Linked DNA regions of Mus musculus: all the other regions are linked to region 3. A link is a contact called in public promoter capture Hi-C data. All regions are on one chromosome and are shown on one strand. Each heading gives the region's core, a stretch centred on a gene start, on an enhancer-like site or on the middle of the called end of the contact. The rest is flanking DNA. Distances are from core to core; before and after follow the strand shown. Region 1 holds the start of Flcn (folliculin). Region 2 holds the start of Nt5m (5',3'-nucleotidase, mitochondrial). Region 3 holds the start of 2410006H16Rik (RIKEN cDNA 2410006H16 gene). Region 4 holds the start of Srebf1 (sterol regulatory element binding transcription factor 1).

Region 1 (3,261 bases), core at 403-2,902, 2.8 Mb before region 3:
TGAAGACAGCTACAGTGTATAAATAAATAAATAAATCTTTAAAAAAGAAAAAAAGGGGGTTTGTCCAACAAGAGTTTCGAATCTTCTGGTTACTCATTCCTCAGCCCAGGCAGCCCCTGGAAGACTGTAATGGAACCTACATGACACTCCATTCTGCAGCCACCGAGAAACCTACTACCTGAGTTTCTAATCCTTCCCAGCCCGTAACACCAACTGTCACTTATCCTCTGGAAATCCTCCTGGGCACTGGGCAACAGGCTTCTCTGACGGGATTGCATATGGCGTCTGAATTCCGGTGAGGAAGGAGCCTAGGTCTTCTGTTACTCTCCCAATCCCAATGTCTACCACATTCTTCTACCACAGGAGCCGGCTTCTGGGAGTGTGCCTAACCACCCTTTCCTAGTAACCTTTCGAGCTGAAGACAGTCTCCTCAGCGTCATACTTTGAGAGGCAGGCTGTGCATGTACGAGATTTGCTCCCGCTGTCTGAACCACAAGCCTGGCAAACGAGACCCACACCATCCTTCCCTGGTGTGCCCTAGTTTTTCCTCATCTCTATTTCTTGTCTTCTCACAGCACCAGGCCACTAAGAGTGCCTTGTAGGCAAACAAGGGGTTACAAGGATCTCCACGGAAGTCAGCAGGAGCTGTAACTGTCTCCCACAGGAAACTCACTGATCCCCCTACTACACTAGCTAGTATAGAGTGGGTAAGAAACTCAGCAGGGAACTTTATCTCCAACTTAGAACCACTCCCCTCTCTACTACTGCCAACTTCAGCAGGACTTCCTTTAAAGAGCACCCAGTCACTTGACACTAGCAGAGCAAACACTGTCACGTGCCATGTCCTCTCTACTGTTTAATGACAACTATGATAGCTCGGCACTGCCAGCAATACACTAGCTGTAGTCTTTCTCTCTGCCGGACACCATGGGTGGTACCAGGCTTCCCCACCCCCACCCCCGAGAAATGGAAATTCACCCTATACTTGCAGTAGGTCCTCCTGGCCCCCTACTGTTATGGGCCACTTGTGACCTCAACGGCGATCCACTGGCTAATCCCAGGGCTAACCATTTCTTCCAACGCATGAGGACGAGTTACCCTGTTAAGAGTGGAGAGAAATGAGGTGTCTTGCCTGCCCTGTCCTCAGACGGCCATCCTGCTAGAAAACGGAGGTTGACTGGCAGGGCGACGTCCCCAACAGTATTCAGTCAAACTAAAGCAATTACCCCAAACGGGGGGTGGAACCTGCCACCTCCCTCTCCCAGGTGTTTACCATCCGCGCTTTCCATTCAGCCCTATGGCCCAACACCAACCCAGCTGGGGCGCTTGCCGCCGTCTCCCGGATGCTGGGCCGGAACCCGCTCGCAACTGTCCTGGGGCTGTCGCCACTGTTCTGCCCCTCGGCAAGTGCTAGCCCGTTCCGCAGGCCCTTGCACTGAGCCTTAGCGCGTGACCCAGCCGGACCGAACCATCCGCAGGCCGGCAGAGGGCAGGCAACGCCAGTGACTAGCCGGAGCGAGCAGCGTTGCGTCCCCCGCAGGCGACTAGGATGTGCGGAGCCTTGCTGTGTCACGTAATGCTCCTCCAGGCAAGGAATCCAAGCCCCTCGGCCACGCGCGCCCCTCGGCGCGGCAAGTCGCCCCGCGGAAAAGCGTAGATGGTTCCGGCCGCCGAGAGAAGCCATTCTGCAGGGGTGACGTCAAAACTGACATTTCAAAAAAGTCAGAGAGAATTAGTCAGTCCATGCCCTGTCCCTACCGAAGAGGAAAGATTTGCGGAAAATTTCCTCTGGATTCTGGGAGTTCTTGGGACTCCACTCCCTGCCTGTAAAGTTGCAGATCAGAGAAACCGTCTCCCCTTCGAGAGAAGTGGAAGGTACGGACAGGTCCTGGGAGGGAGGAGGGTACAGAGCGAAGCAGGACCACGCATGTGCACGGCTCAGTCTTGCCCTGAGCCGGCCCTATCTTTGCAAACTAGCTTTCAAAACAGTTCGTGGATTGTGGGGTTGTTTTCTCTAAGCCCTGGGTTTGATTTCCCGTTTGGGGATGAGGGATGGAATATTATTTAGCTACTTAAAAATTAATTTTAAGCCGGTCAGTGGTGGCGCACGCCTTTAATCCCAGCACTTGGGAGGCAGAGGCAGGCGGATGGATTTCTGAATTCCAGGCCAGCCTGGTCTAAAGAATGAGTTCCAGGACAGCCAGGGCTACACAGAGAAACCCTGTAAAACCAAAAAGAAAGAAAGAAAAGAAAAAAAAAGGATTTTAAGGGCTGGAGAGATGGTTCAGCGGTTAAGAGCATTAACTGCTCTTCCAGAGGTCCTGAGTTCAATTCCAAACAACCACATGGTGGCTCACAACCATCTATAATGGGATCCAATGCTCTCTTCTGGTGTGCATGAAGAGAGTGACAGTGTACTCACATTTTAAAAATAATAAAAAAAAATACATCTTTTTTTAAATGAATTTTAAAGCTATTAGTGCATACCATGGGCCCTTGAAGACAGATGAGAACAGAGCTCTGGGCTTGAGCCTGTAACTAACGCTGCCAGCTGTACACAGCGGCCAGCGCTGCCAGCCTCCGCTGTGTACACGAGGACGCCCAGAATGTGGTTATCCGGAAGTGGGAAGCTTCAGATGAGTAGAAGTTGATGAGTTGGTATCTGTTTGTTTTTCAAATCACGGGGATCGGATTCCTTTCTCTCTATTTCAGCTTTCGTGTTTTGTTGGAAGAGGGAGCAGGAGGAAAAAAAATATGCAAACTTGTGTTCTATAACTTTGTTTACTGCCTGGTAAAGATTAAGGAGTGCAGGGTGGAGTTATGGTGTTAGGTATTGTCTTGTGTGTGTTTATTTTTACCAATCCGATTATTCCTGATACTGTGAGTCATCTCCTGTCCTCCACGAGGCTCTTCCCTACCCTTCTCCAAGACTAGAGCAAGCAGACAGCAGAAGAAGAAAGCAGATACCTGACAACTAGGGGTTAACAAACTTAAGCAGGATAAAACAGCTTTAAGCAGACTGCCACTCAGGATATAAGTGAAACCAGTTGCAACTCCCCACAGCGATGTTAGGAAGAACCAGGTCAGCTCTGACTATGGCTCTGAGAACCAGGATCCTGTATTGCGACCAGAGGATTTGGGCAGCCAACCAAAAGCAGTCACTACAGAGAGAGTCTGGAGGTCAGTGAGGGGACAGCAGGAGTGTGCAGCTCCCCACTGGCTCCCCCAGGTCTCTAAGGCTGAGGCAGGCTACCAGGATTC
Region 2 (3,583 bases), core at 315-2,814, 2.8 Mb before region 3:
GCATGTGCATAAGGGTTTCTCACCAAATCAAAGCCCATCCCGGGGAATGTAAATGAGGCACTGAAAGCACAACCAATCAGGTATAGACACGCCACTCCTAGGCCTATATAAGCAGCGCCAGTTTTGGGGCTGGGGTCTTTTGGCTTCGCTATCAAGCTCTTCCAATAAACCTGTGCAGAAGAATCCTGTTGTGGTGTCTTCCTTGCTGGCGAATCGGGCGTCCACAATAGTCACAAAGCTTTTACTGAGTCAGTGCCTCTAGATTCTTGTCTCATGAACTTAGAGAATGAAGTTCATAGATGACAAGGAGGGTGAGTTTCTTTAAAGATATTTATTTTTCCTGAATGTATGTATGGGTATAACACACTTGCCTGGTGCCTGAGGGGGCCAGAAGAAGGTGTTGAATCTCCAGAAACTGAAGCTACAGACTGTTGTGAGCACTGTCTCTCTTCCATGTTAGCATGTCTATCAGTGGTGGTTCCTTGTTGTGGTCTTATTTAGGCAGCCATATTATTATGGAAGTTTTTCTGTCATTTCCAGAAAACATAATCTCACAACAGATTGTCTGGTCCTCCCATGTAACTTGCTTGGCCTTTTGGGACATGAGCTTTCTAGCTTTGTCTTTATCTTTCTTATTTTGGAAACATCCAGCCATCCCTCTTCTCTTTAGGACAGAGTCTTTTTAAAAAATCTTTACAAACATCCTGTGTATCCGTCTGTCTCTCTTTCCCTCCCTCCCTCCCTCCCTCTCTCTCTCTCTCTCCCCACGTTTTGGCAATATGTATGTCTGTGCACCACATGTGCCCATGGAGGCCAGCAGAGGGTGCTGTATGCATCCCCTGTGTTCAGAGTTGAGAGGATTGTGAGCAGCCAGCAGGGTGCTGGGAATCTAGATCAGGAAGGACCAAGATTTAACATACAGAGACCTTTCTTTACCAAAAATACCTTCATGTTTGCATCCTTTAAAATATTTTTTCTACCTACTAATTCCTTTTTTTTTAATAACATGAAGCACAGTAACAAATTTACAGACATATTTGGAGATTCACTATTGAATCCAGTGATGTTAGGATGGACACAGAGCATCTGTTTTTTTTAGAACCTTTATAGATTTGAAGGTTACACCTCTGATAGCTTTAAATTTTATAAGGTTATGGTTGCAAACATTCAGCATCTATGAACAAAGAGGATCACACACAGCAGGTGTATCTGCCTTTACCTGTACCTAAAACCTGAAATCCTCCCTGTCTATACTTGGGAATGACAAGCTGTTTAAAAACCTGTACCCATAATCCGGGATGGCTGGAACTTTGTTGGGCTCAGAGCTCAACGAAGTAAGCGCTCAATAAATACCTAAGGATTTGTTCCTCCGGTGGTGAGCTCCTCCATCCACCACTGCCTCAGTAGGAAGAGTGCTCCAGTCTGGCTTTCACAGGCGGCTGTAACCTGGGACTGGATGTCCCAGGGCGATCAGCACCCACGTCGCGCTCACCTTCTCTGGGCGCATGTCCCTTTAAGGGCGGCGGGGCTGCGCGCCGGCCTCGCTCTGGGCCGGAGCCTGCGCGTCCGTGTCCGCGGTGGAGGCTGCGTCTGCCGCGGGCCCCGGGCGAGGAGCGGGGCGATGCATAGGCTGCGCGGCTGCTGTGCGCGTCCCCGCGGTGCCCCGCTACGGGCCGAGCGGAGCCGGGCGAGCAGCCGCGCCCTGCGGGTGCTGGTGGACATGGACGGCGTGCTGGCGGACTTTGAGGGCGGCTTCCTCCGGAAGTTCCGCGCGCGTTTCCCCGACCTGCCCTTCGTGGCGCTGGAGGACCGGCGCGGCTTCTGGGTGTCGGAGCAGTACGGACGGCTACAGCCTGGGCTAAGCGTGAGCACCAGCCGGCCCCGCAGCCGTGCCCCGCGGGGAGGGGAAACTGAGGCCGCAGCTGTCCAGCCCCAAGCCAGCTCGACTCCTCCAATGACCTTTGGCGGGTTCTTTGGTACCACACGGATCCTGGGAGGACTAGGGCTACAGGGCTAGAGGGACCAACCATTCAGCTGTTGCTGGGTTTCCAGCTATCTCCTTAATCCCCCTTCCCAGCTGGACTCCCTTTTCCCCTCTCTTCCTCTCTCCTGCCGCTGCCCTTCAGTATCCACTTCTTCTAAATATTGGAGATTGAACCCAGACCTCTGTAGACTAGACAGGCTCCCAACCACTGACCTACATCTCCCATCCTCTTACTTTGTACTTTGTCCTTCATTCTCACTAGCTTCCCTAGGCTGCCCTTGAACTAATTCACTGTGTAGCCTAGGGAGGCCTAAATTTTTGATCCTCCTGTTTTATAGTCTCTCAAGAAGCTGAGACTGCAAGCCATGCTGGGCTTGAATTTTAAATTCTTGGTGTGTTTGGCCTCAGATAATTGGTTACATTAAAAACAAACAAAAACAAAAAACAAAACCGAGCATTCTCAGTCTCTTACCCAGACATGGCTATCCCTCCCAATGAAATTGACAGGAGTGTCTTTGCCATCCTCTTTTACCCCATGGAAGCATAACTTTGAGTGATACTGTATGCTAGAGAATGTGACTTGCAGAGTGTCACATGGGGAGTCGGACTGGGAAGAGTGAAACTTCCCTCTTGACCAGTGTAAGGTTTTTGGTAAGACCTTGGGCACCACTCCCCCAACCTTCCCATCCCTCATGGCTAGACAGAGATCCAGGCTTTTTGGTAAAGTGTAATTTGGAGACTTAAACTATTCTATGAAAGGAATAGGGGGATTTGCTCAGCATAAACTTAGAAACTCCAGCGTTTCTCACTTGGTTGTCTAGGGGCTATAGTGCTTGATGGTCAGAGGAGTGTTTTTTGTTTTTGTTTTTTAACTTATCAGGTTTGTAACATCTCGTTCTTCACAGTCTTCCAGGACTGAAGGCAGTGAGGTCATGAAGAAAAAGACACACAGAGAGCTGGGCTCTTTTCTGGAGAAACCACAGCACTCTTGGAAGCCCAGGGTGTTTGTAGGGATCAACAGAAAGGCGGGTGTATACGGATGGGCAGGGATGGGGACAGAGGTGTAACGAAACAGGGGAGGCAGTCTGCAGGGGGGAAACATTCAAGGGGGAAAGCTAGAGTGGCCATTCTCTGCATATACTGTCAAATTCTATACTTGGACCAGAGGAAGGCTTCTTCATGCCAGGGGATGGGGGTGGGGCTTTGCCCTTCCTTCATGGGTCTGAGGTTCTGGGGTGCTGACACAGCTCTGCCTATGTCAGTGACAGCACATTGCCTCAGGACTTCACTCAGCACTCTCTCCATTCCCTTATCTTGCTGTGGGAAGATGCTCCTGTTTCCTCCTTGCACACAAGGAGACCTGCCATCCTGCCATCATCACATCACGGGGTAGTAAGGAGCGCAGATGGGATTCAAGCCCCAGCAACACGTCTGCCTGCTCCACACAATTCTCTCCAACCACCCTACTGCCCTGTTCTCTGTTCTGCTTTCTCTTTTGATTTCAATACAGTACGGGGGTGGGTGGTAATACAGCTCAATGGTAGAGGATTGTCTAGCTAGTACAAGACTCTAGGGTTCTGTCCTAGCACTGCAGCTCTG
Region 3 (3,619 bases), core at 12-2,511:
CCAAGGGAAATTATCTTATTCCCTTTAAGAATGTTTTGGCCTGGACTTCCCTCCCTCCATCAAAATTCTGTTTATTCCTCAGACCACCAAGATTGCAGTCTCATGACCACCTGTCTAGTTCTGTCAAAATGAGTTGCCTCCTCAGCCTATTTGCATAAGAAGTGCATGCAAGCACTTATGTGTGTGTTGCTGGGTAGAACCCAGCATATCATATATACTAGCTCAACAGATTTTGCACTGAGGTGTTTTGAGACAGGATTTCATTCCGTAGGCCAGGCTGGTCTTGAACTCACAAGAACCCTACTCTAGTCTTCAGGTTCACATATCCCAGGCTGACCTCATAGCTGAAGATGACCTTGAACTTCTGATTCTGCTGCCTCCACATACCCAGAGCTTGGGAGTTTGTCACAATGTCCAGTTTATGAGGTGCTGGGGATGGAGCTCAGAACTTCATGTTTGCTAGGGAAACACTGCATCCCCAACCCTTGAGAAAATCAAACATACTCATATACTGAAGGCATAGCATTAGCAGTTTTCTATTACCTATGCCCGATGCAAGTCTCTCCAGTCAGAAGTGGAAAGAGCAGGGGGCAATGGAAATGGATCAAGAGCTCTTCTTGATTCTACAGTTCTCTAAGGAATGTGATGAGGGCCGTCTGCATAGGGCCTTGAGAGACTCCGTGGATATGTTGTAAAAATAATGGGGTGCAGAACGGCCCCAATCATTACACTTTTGTAACAGCGTTTGTCTTTGAACGCGGTTTCGTGTGTGTTAGCGTAGATGAGCCAGGCTCTCCACCACCCAGTTAGATTATATAGGCCCGCTTTTTTTTTTTTTTTTTTAAATTTAAAATAGAGACAGGGGCTCATTAAATTGCCCAGGCTGGACTCGAATTCTTGCGTCGGGTTCCTAATCGATTACGATTACAGGCCTGCACTGTCAGGTCTGACTACACATTTCACACACTACACACGTTCACAAAGGACTAATAAGTCAGGGAAGACAACGAGGACGGAAAACCGCGGAAAGGATGTCGAGTCCGCGCTTAACCCAACACGCAGGCGCGCTGGAGCTCGCGCGCTCTTCGCTACCCAGAATCCCCCGGGGCGGGGGAGACCACTCGCTCAACAGAACGGGGGAGGCCTGGGTCGCGAGGCGGGCCGCTGGAAGTTCCCGTGAGCCTTTGCCGCCCTCACCTCCCTGGGGTGAGGAGTGGTCTATTCCTAGCCCTTAAGAGGAGGGCGCTCACGCGCCGTCTTTCTCTGCGGCCATCATGGGATCGTGCTCTTCTCGCTCGTTGAGCTGGTCCCTTCGCCGTGGCCTGCTGGTGACGGTCTGGAGCGATGCTGAGCCCGGGCCCAGCCTCTCAGCTCCGCCTTGTGCGCTGCACAGATCTAGGGGAGCCTGGTAAGTCGAGGTCTGCATCGCGGGGCGCCGCGCGTGGGCGGGGTGTCGGCTGCAATGATGATGAAACTAGAAAAAAAAGGAAGTGCCGTCCGATGCGACAACTGACGACATCCCTAGTTAGCTGACTGCAGTCGTTTAAGCCTCGGCGACCCAGTGCTGAACACAAGTGTTCTAATTGCCCCTCATGACTCTTACTCTTCTAACCTTTCAGACGGGACGTTGACAACGTGGAATAGGAGCAGTATCATCCCACCATGAGGTAAGGGTTTCTGGAGTATCAGGTGGGGTTCATAGACAAGAGGCTGTGTAGCTTTCGCTCCAGGGACTCCCAACATACCCTGGCCCATGTGGGCACATACATAAATTTAAGACGTGTCTCCATTTAGTGGCTGGAACTACTAGTTGGAGGACAGCAGAAAGCTTGACTGCTGTGATGAGATGACTAAGTAGGAAGTGCCGTCAGAGTCGATAACTGACGATAACTGCTCCTGGCTGACTGCAGTCAAGCCCACACCGGTGGCTGGGGTTTAGGTTTAACTTGGGCTGGACTTTTAACAACTGCTGTACTTCTAGGTTGGGGATTTAAGAGTGGAAGATTGCCAACAGCTGTGGCCTCCCATGAGGTAAGCTTTCAGCTTGGGATTTTAGACCGTTTTGATTTGAGCTAGAGTGTTCATGTATGAGCATCAGTTTTGCCTGTACTCAATACTGGTTGTAGCTGATGGGGGTGGTTAAGTAAGGCAACAGTGCACAGCTCTTACTGTAGAGCCATTTTTTTTTTAAGATTTATCATATCTAAGTACGCTGTAGCTGTTTTCAGATGCACCAGAAGAGGGCATCAGATCTCATTACGGATGGTTGTGAGCCACCATGTGGTTGCTGGGATTTGAACTCCGGACCTTCCGAAGAGCAGTCGGTGCTCTTAACCACAGAGCCATCTCCAGCCCCCTATAGAGCCATTTTTGTGTGTGTTTGCTGTCTTGATGCTAGAAAAAAATGGCACCGGACTTAGGTGGTTGTGAGCCACAATTAGTGCTGGCAGTCAAACCTGGTCTTCTAAGAACTTAGACCTTCTAGTCCATTAACTTGGGTCTTAAAATTTTCAGTTAATGTGGTCTTACAATTGAACCCAGTTGGGCTGGTTTGGCTAGTTGTAAATGTATTTTAGTAATTTGAAAAATACTTCCCTTTTAGGTCTAGGATGTGTTAAGAACTGTAGCTTTCTTGAGAAGAGGCAGGCAGAGTTCAGGCCAGCCTCGTCTACAGTAGTGAGCCAGGGCTACAAAGAAATCCAAAAGAGAAAAGCCAGGGTGGGAGGGCAGCCATTGATTTTGCAAGGCTGTTATATATAATGTCCTGTTTTCTGCAATCCATTTTAGGGTGTCCCCTTTCAAGTTCTCAGAACGGACGCAGGACTGCAGATCTGTGCTGGCAGCAGCAGAGGTGAGTTGGTCTGTACAGTGACTATCTGTTATTACTCTGAGAGATATCAAATGATGATATCACCTAAAATAGCTGGAATTACCGGCAGATTGGTAGTGGTGAGCCTATGGTTTTCTGAAGATATCATTAAATGTTCTAAATGCCATTGATCCAGGCAGGAGTGATTCTGAAATTCAGCTCTTTTGCAGGCTATATTCCCAGAGGAGTCTCCAGCCGGCCTGAAAGCAAATATCCTAAGTGACATGTCTGCCAATTTTGTTCTGGGTGGGCACATTTGGTAATCCTGTCTGTACCACAGGATCTTCTATGCCTTTTAAAAATAAACATTTGTTTATAAACCAGATTGCCAGTGTTTTGGATGAATTAAGTTGTGTGTACAGCTAACCATCAAAGCACTCTAATAAAGCACAGTCCGTATTGGTCCTTGAAAACATGTATTAGAGTAGAGTGTCAGGTGTTAGGCAGTCCAGCTTCAGCACTGTAAACTTCTGGGCAGTCTCAGCTGTTTGCACAGCTGGACTTGGGCAAAGATTCCAAAGCATTTAAGGCACCCACACTCAATCCCTGTTCTTGGCTGCAGTGCCATGCAAAGACGCCATCTTGTTTGCTTACCTGGCCTGTAAGGCTGTTCTTCCCCATAACCCCATGAGTTCAGACTTTGACCACTTAATTCAGAACAGTTCTCTTGGGCTTGAGTTGGGGACTAGGAGTGTTTAAGGGTGTTAGGAACACCCAGTTTTCCCTCTTTGCTAAGTAGGACTGGTTCTA
Region 4 (3,215 bases), core at 320-2,819, 2.4 Mb before region 3:
TTACTTGTAAGATAAAAGTATGTCTTCCAGCTGGGCCTGTCGGAAGGATTCAATGCAATTCTCAACCTAACACCAAGTACTCCATAAGTGTAGGCTATCCATGTTGGGATGGATGGACACCCAAACACCAAGAGGGAACTTCTAACAACTCAACACTGTACTCTCCTCCTCCCATCCCTCCTCTCACTGTTCCTAACCATGCCTGGATCTCAGGTCAGCCAAGATATCTCTAAACTTTCATTCCTCTTAAGTGTCTAGCAGTTTTTGTTCTCCGCCCCCCCCCCCCCAGACAGGGTTTCTCTGTGTAGCCCTGGCTGGCCTCGAACTCAGAGGTCCACCTGCCTCTACCTCCTAAGTGCTAGGATTAAAGGCATGTGCCACCACTGCCCGGCAGGTGACTAGCAGTAACTCCAAGCTTTGATGGCACATTTAGGTCTCTGATGAGGACGTAGGCACAGCAGTCCAAGGCTGTGTTGGATATAAAAAACAGCTTAGGTGTCTATCAACAGAGCATCAGGGGGCACAATCTACTGTAATCCCACAGGCCCCATTGTAGTTGTAGACACACAGTCATGATTATCTGGGGTGGAGGAGGATGTGGAGCAGCCTTAAACGAGCAAGAGAAATATAATGTTTTGAAACTGCTAACAGCCACCAGAGATCGTTGAACAGTCCACCTAACATGGATACATATCTTATAGTAACAATGACTTGCTGGGGTTTTTTTCTTCTCCAGATCCGCCGCCACTCCTTCCCTCCGCCCAATTGGTAGTTGTTGTTGACATGGGAGATGAATCATACTGAGCGAGTTCAAGTGATGTTTTAAAGGATCTAAGTGGCCTGGGGTGTGGCTCAGCGCAGAAAGCCTGTTAATATGTTCTAGAATCCGAGTTACTGCCCCAGAATCACAAAATTTGAAAAATATTCTAGAGAGCACCTTCTCTCTTCTATCAGATTTCCAATTCCTCAAACTCAGGTCCCGCCTAAAGGGCCTTTGCCTCCCCCTCCGCCTAAAAAGTATCTTTCCTTTCCGGTGAGGGGGCTGCTCCTTAGCTCTAGTGCACTCAAAGAGACCTCCCTGACCTCAATCCAAAGTAGCCAGATGCTTGCAAGCCAAGGTAAATGCAAATATCGGTTCGTGGACTTTCTTGGGAATTTTGGTGAACTCAAGAAATGAGAAACCCCGGGTCGGCCTGTGAACTGTACACAGGACCAGGCTTGAAGTTGAGTGGATACTCAGCGTGTCCAGAAACCTAGCCCACTGCGGTCCGGAAAGCTCAACCCTAGATCTCAGGCGCCAGATCGCGCAGTGCGCACGCGCCAAAGTTCCCGGCCAAGCGCCCTCGCCGGACGTGCGACCCTGCACAGGCCGCGCCGGAGCCCCGGGACACGCACCTTCGATGTCGTTCAAAACCGCTGTGTCCAGTTCGCACATCTCGGCCAGTGTCTGTTCCAGAGCCGCCTCACCGAAGGCCAGCTCGTCCATGGCGCCGGCGCCCACCCGGCTTCGGACTAGGCCCACGTTAAGGAAAAGTTCCCCGGAAACTGGGTTCCGCGGGCGGAGCCACCTGAGCGGAGGGGCGGGGTTTCCCATCAAGCCCCGCCCACCAGCCTGCATCCTGACAGCTCGCCTAGCGGGTTGAGACTGCCTGCCCGAGCCTGGTTTCTAGCAATCTCCTGCGGGTGCACAGGCACTGGGCCTTGGCTTCTTCTGTATCAGGCCAAGGGAGGGACCGAATGGAAGCCACAGGACTAGACCCAGCCCAGACATCGTTAGATTAAAGGGCCAGGGATGGGGGGCCCAGCATGAGGGTGGGAGCAGAGAACAGAAAACTCACTTCCTAGTCTTGCTGTTTAGAACCAGACAGTCCTGGGTCCAAAATACAGCAGATACAGGCCTGCAGTGGGGCCCCTCCACTATGTGCCTCTGTTTTCCTCATCTGTAGCCAGGGTCCAATTATCTATGAGCCAGCTGAGAGGTTAGAGAAGCATGGCCCATAAGACCTGTCCACCCTCTCAGCTTAGAAGTCTAGAAGTGGGCCTCCAGAGGAGAAGAGTTCTCAGGCAGAACCTGCAGGAGGAGGGGGTGGCTGGAACTTCTGATCTTGTCTTAATCCTATCAGTCCTACCATTGGAGCAGAGAGGACCTGAAGGGCCAGTGGGCTCGTACTACTCCTATAGAATGACTTGTGTCTCCAAAAGGATCTAGAAAAAGTGTGAATCTCAAAGTCAAGAAGGGATTCTGTGAGCCAGGCATGGTGGCACACTCTGTTAATCCCAGCACTTGGGTGGCAGAAGCAGGTAGGTTTCTGAGTTCGAAGCCAGCATGATCTACAGAGTGAGTTTCAGGACAGCCTGGGCAATACAAAGAAACCTTGTCTCAAGATACCAAAAAGAAAGAAGAGAAGAGAAGAGAAGAGAGAAGAAAAAAGAAAAAAAAGAAAGAATTCTGTAACAGAGGTCCTGAGGACCTGAGCCCAGCTACTGGGTCATATGTGACCTGGGGCCAGGCCAGGTGCCTGAATAAAGACTGAAAAGTGAACCCTGGGCCCTGTGACTTAGGAACAGGTAAAGCAAGGGAGGGAGGAGAGGTTCTTCGGCGTGGATTGAATAGACCATTCTGGCCCACAGGTGATGCAAGTTGGGAGGCAACGGCAGAACCTACGAGTCAACCAGGGAGGGTCAGGGCCCCAGGCCGCCCAGAAGCTGCCTTGCTCAGACTGCAGATACCTCGGCTGCTTTCACCTCCCAACCAATAGAGTTAGTTGGGGCAAGGAGGGAGGGTGTGCCTGGGCTTCACCAGGACACATTTTTGTTCCTTTCTCAGAGGAGCTGCTAGAAAATTACACAGGAGTTGGCAGGGCTATAAAACGCACATGGAGCCCTTGCTTTGGGGTCACCCTGCCATGTCCCACCATCAGAAGACACCCGGTTTTCTGAAAACTCAAATAGCCTGTCCCAGCCAGAAGGACTCAGAGGTCAGCTGAACCAGCACCACACCTGATGTGTAGCTGGGCTCACTGGTTTTCCCCAGTCAACTTACTAGAGCTGTCTCTGCAGGAAAGGGCAAGGTGTTTGGGGACATCACAACAGATCTGCCTTGTTCTGGAACTGTGTAAAGTGTACAGATCCACAAATACACATTTCATGGCTGCAAGAGCTAGGGCTACTGTCCTGTCTCGAAAAGCAAGAAAGAAAAAGAAAGGAAGGAAGAC

Evidence for each region. Promoter capture Hi-C pulls out the DNA fragments that hold promoters and counts their contacts. Capture Hi-C pulls out chosen DNA fragments and counts their contacts.
Region 1: a promoter capture Hi-C map of liver shows a contact between it and region 3, with 4 times the contacts expected there. The contact joins the promoter of Flcn here to the promoter of 2410006H16Rik in region 3. A contact is called at or near these places in 2 of 39 promoter capture datasets (liver and pre-B cells) and 1 of 9 other capture datasets (liver).
Region 2: a promoter capture Hi-C map of liver shows a contact between it and region 3, with 5 times the contacts expected there. The contact joins the promoter of Nt5m here to the promoter of 2410006H16Rik in region 3.
Region 4: a contact with region 3 is called in a promoter capture Hi-C map of liver, with 5 times the contacts expected there. The contact joins the promoter of Srebf1 here to the promoter of 2410006H16Rik in region 3.

What each region holds. Positions count from the first base shown.
Region 1 is chr11:59,808,387-59,811,647 of GRCm38.p6, forward strand. It overlaps Flcn (folliculin), which reads right to left and starts at 1,653. Exons shown (of 13, transcript NM_146018.2): 1 at 1,274-1,653. Gm16062 (predicted gene 16062) reads left to right here and starts at 1,694. Exons shown (of 2, transcript NR_045686.1): 1 at 1,694-1,875.
Region 2 is chr11:59,846,509-59,850,091 of GRCm38.p6, forward strand. It overlaps Nt5m (5',3'-nucleotidase, mitochondrial), which reads left to right and starts at 1,565. Exons shown (of 5, transcript NM_134029.2): 1 at 1,565-1,864. The coding sequence starts at 1,622. It also overlaps a transcript of Cops3 not described here.
Region 3 is chr11:62,601,616-62,605,234 of GRCm38.p6, forward strand. It overlaps 2410006H16Rik (RIKEN cDNA 2410006H16 gene), which reads left to right and starts at 1,262. Exons shown (of 5, transcript NR_030738.1): 1 at 1,262-1,408; 2 at 1,620-1,667; 3 at 1,982-2,031; 4 at 2,788-2,851; 5 at 3,040-3,191. Snord49b (small nucleolar RNA, C/D box 49B) reads left to right here and starts at 1,471; the gene lies at 1,471-1,533. Snord49a (small nucleolar RNA, C/D box 49A) reads left to right here and starts at 1,845; the gene lies at 1,845-1,906. It overlaps Lrrc75a (leucine rich repeat containing 75A), which reads right to left. Exons shown (of 4, transcript NM_198861.1): 4 at 3,269-3,619. It also overlaps Snord65.
Region 4 is chr11:60,219,058-60,222,272 of GRCm38.p6, forward strand. It overlaps Srebf1 (sterol regulatory element binding transcription factor 1), which reads right to left and starts at 1,570. Exons shown (of 19, transcript NM_011480.4): 1 at 1,396-1,570. The coding sequence starts at 1,486.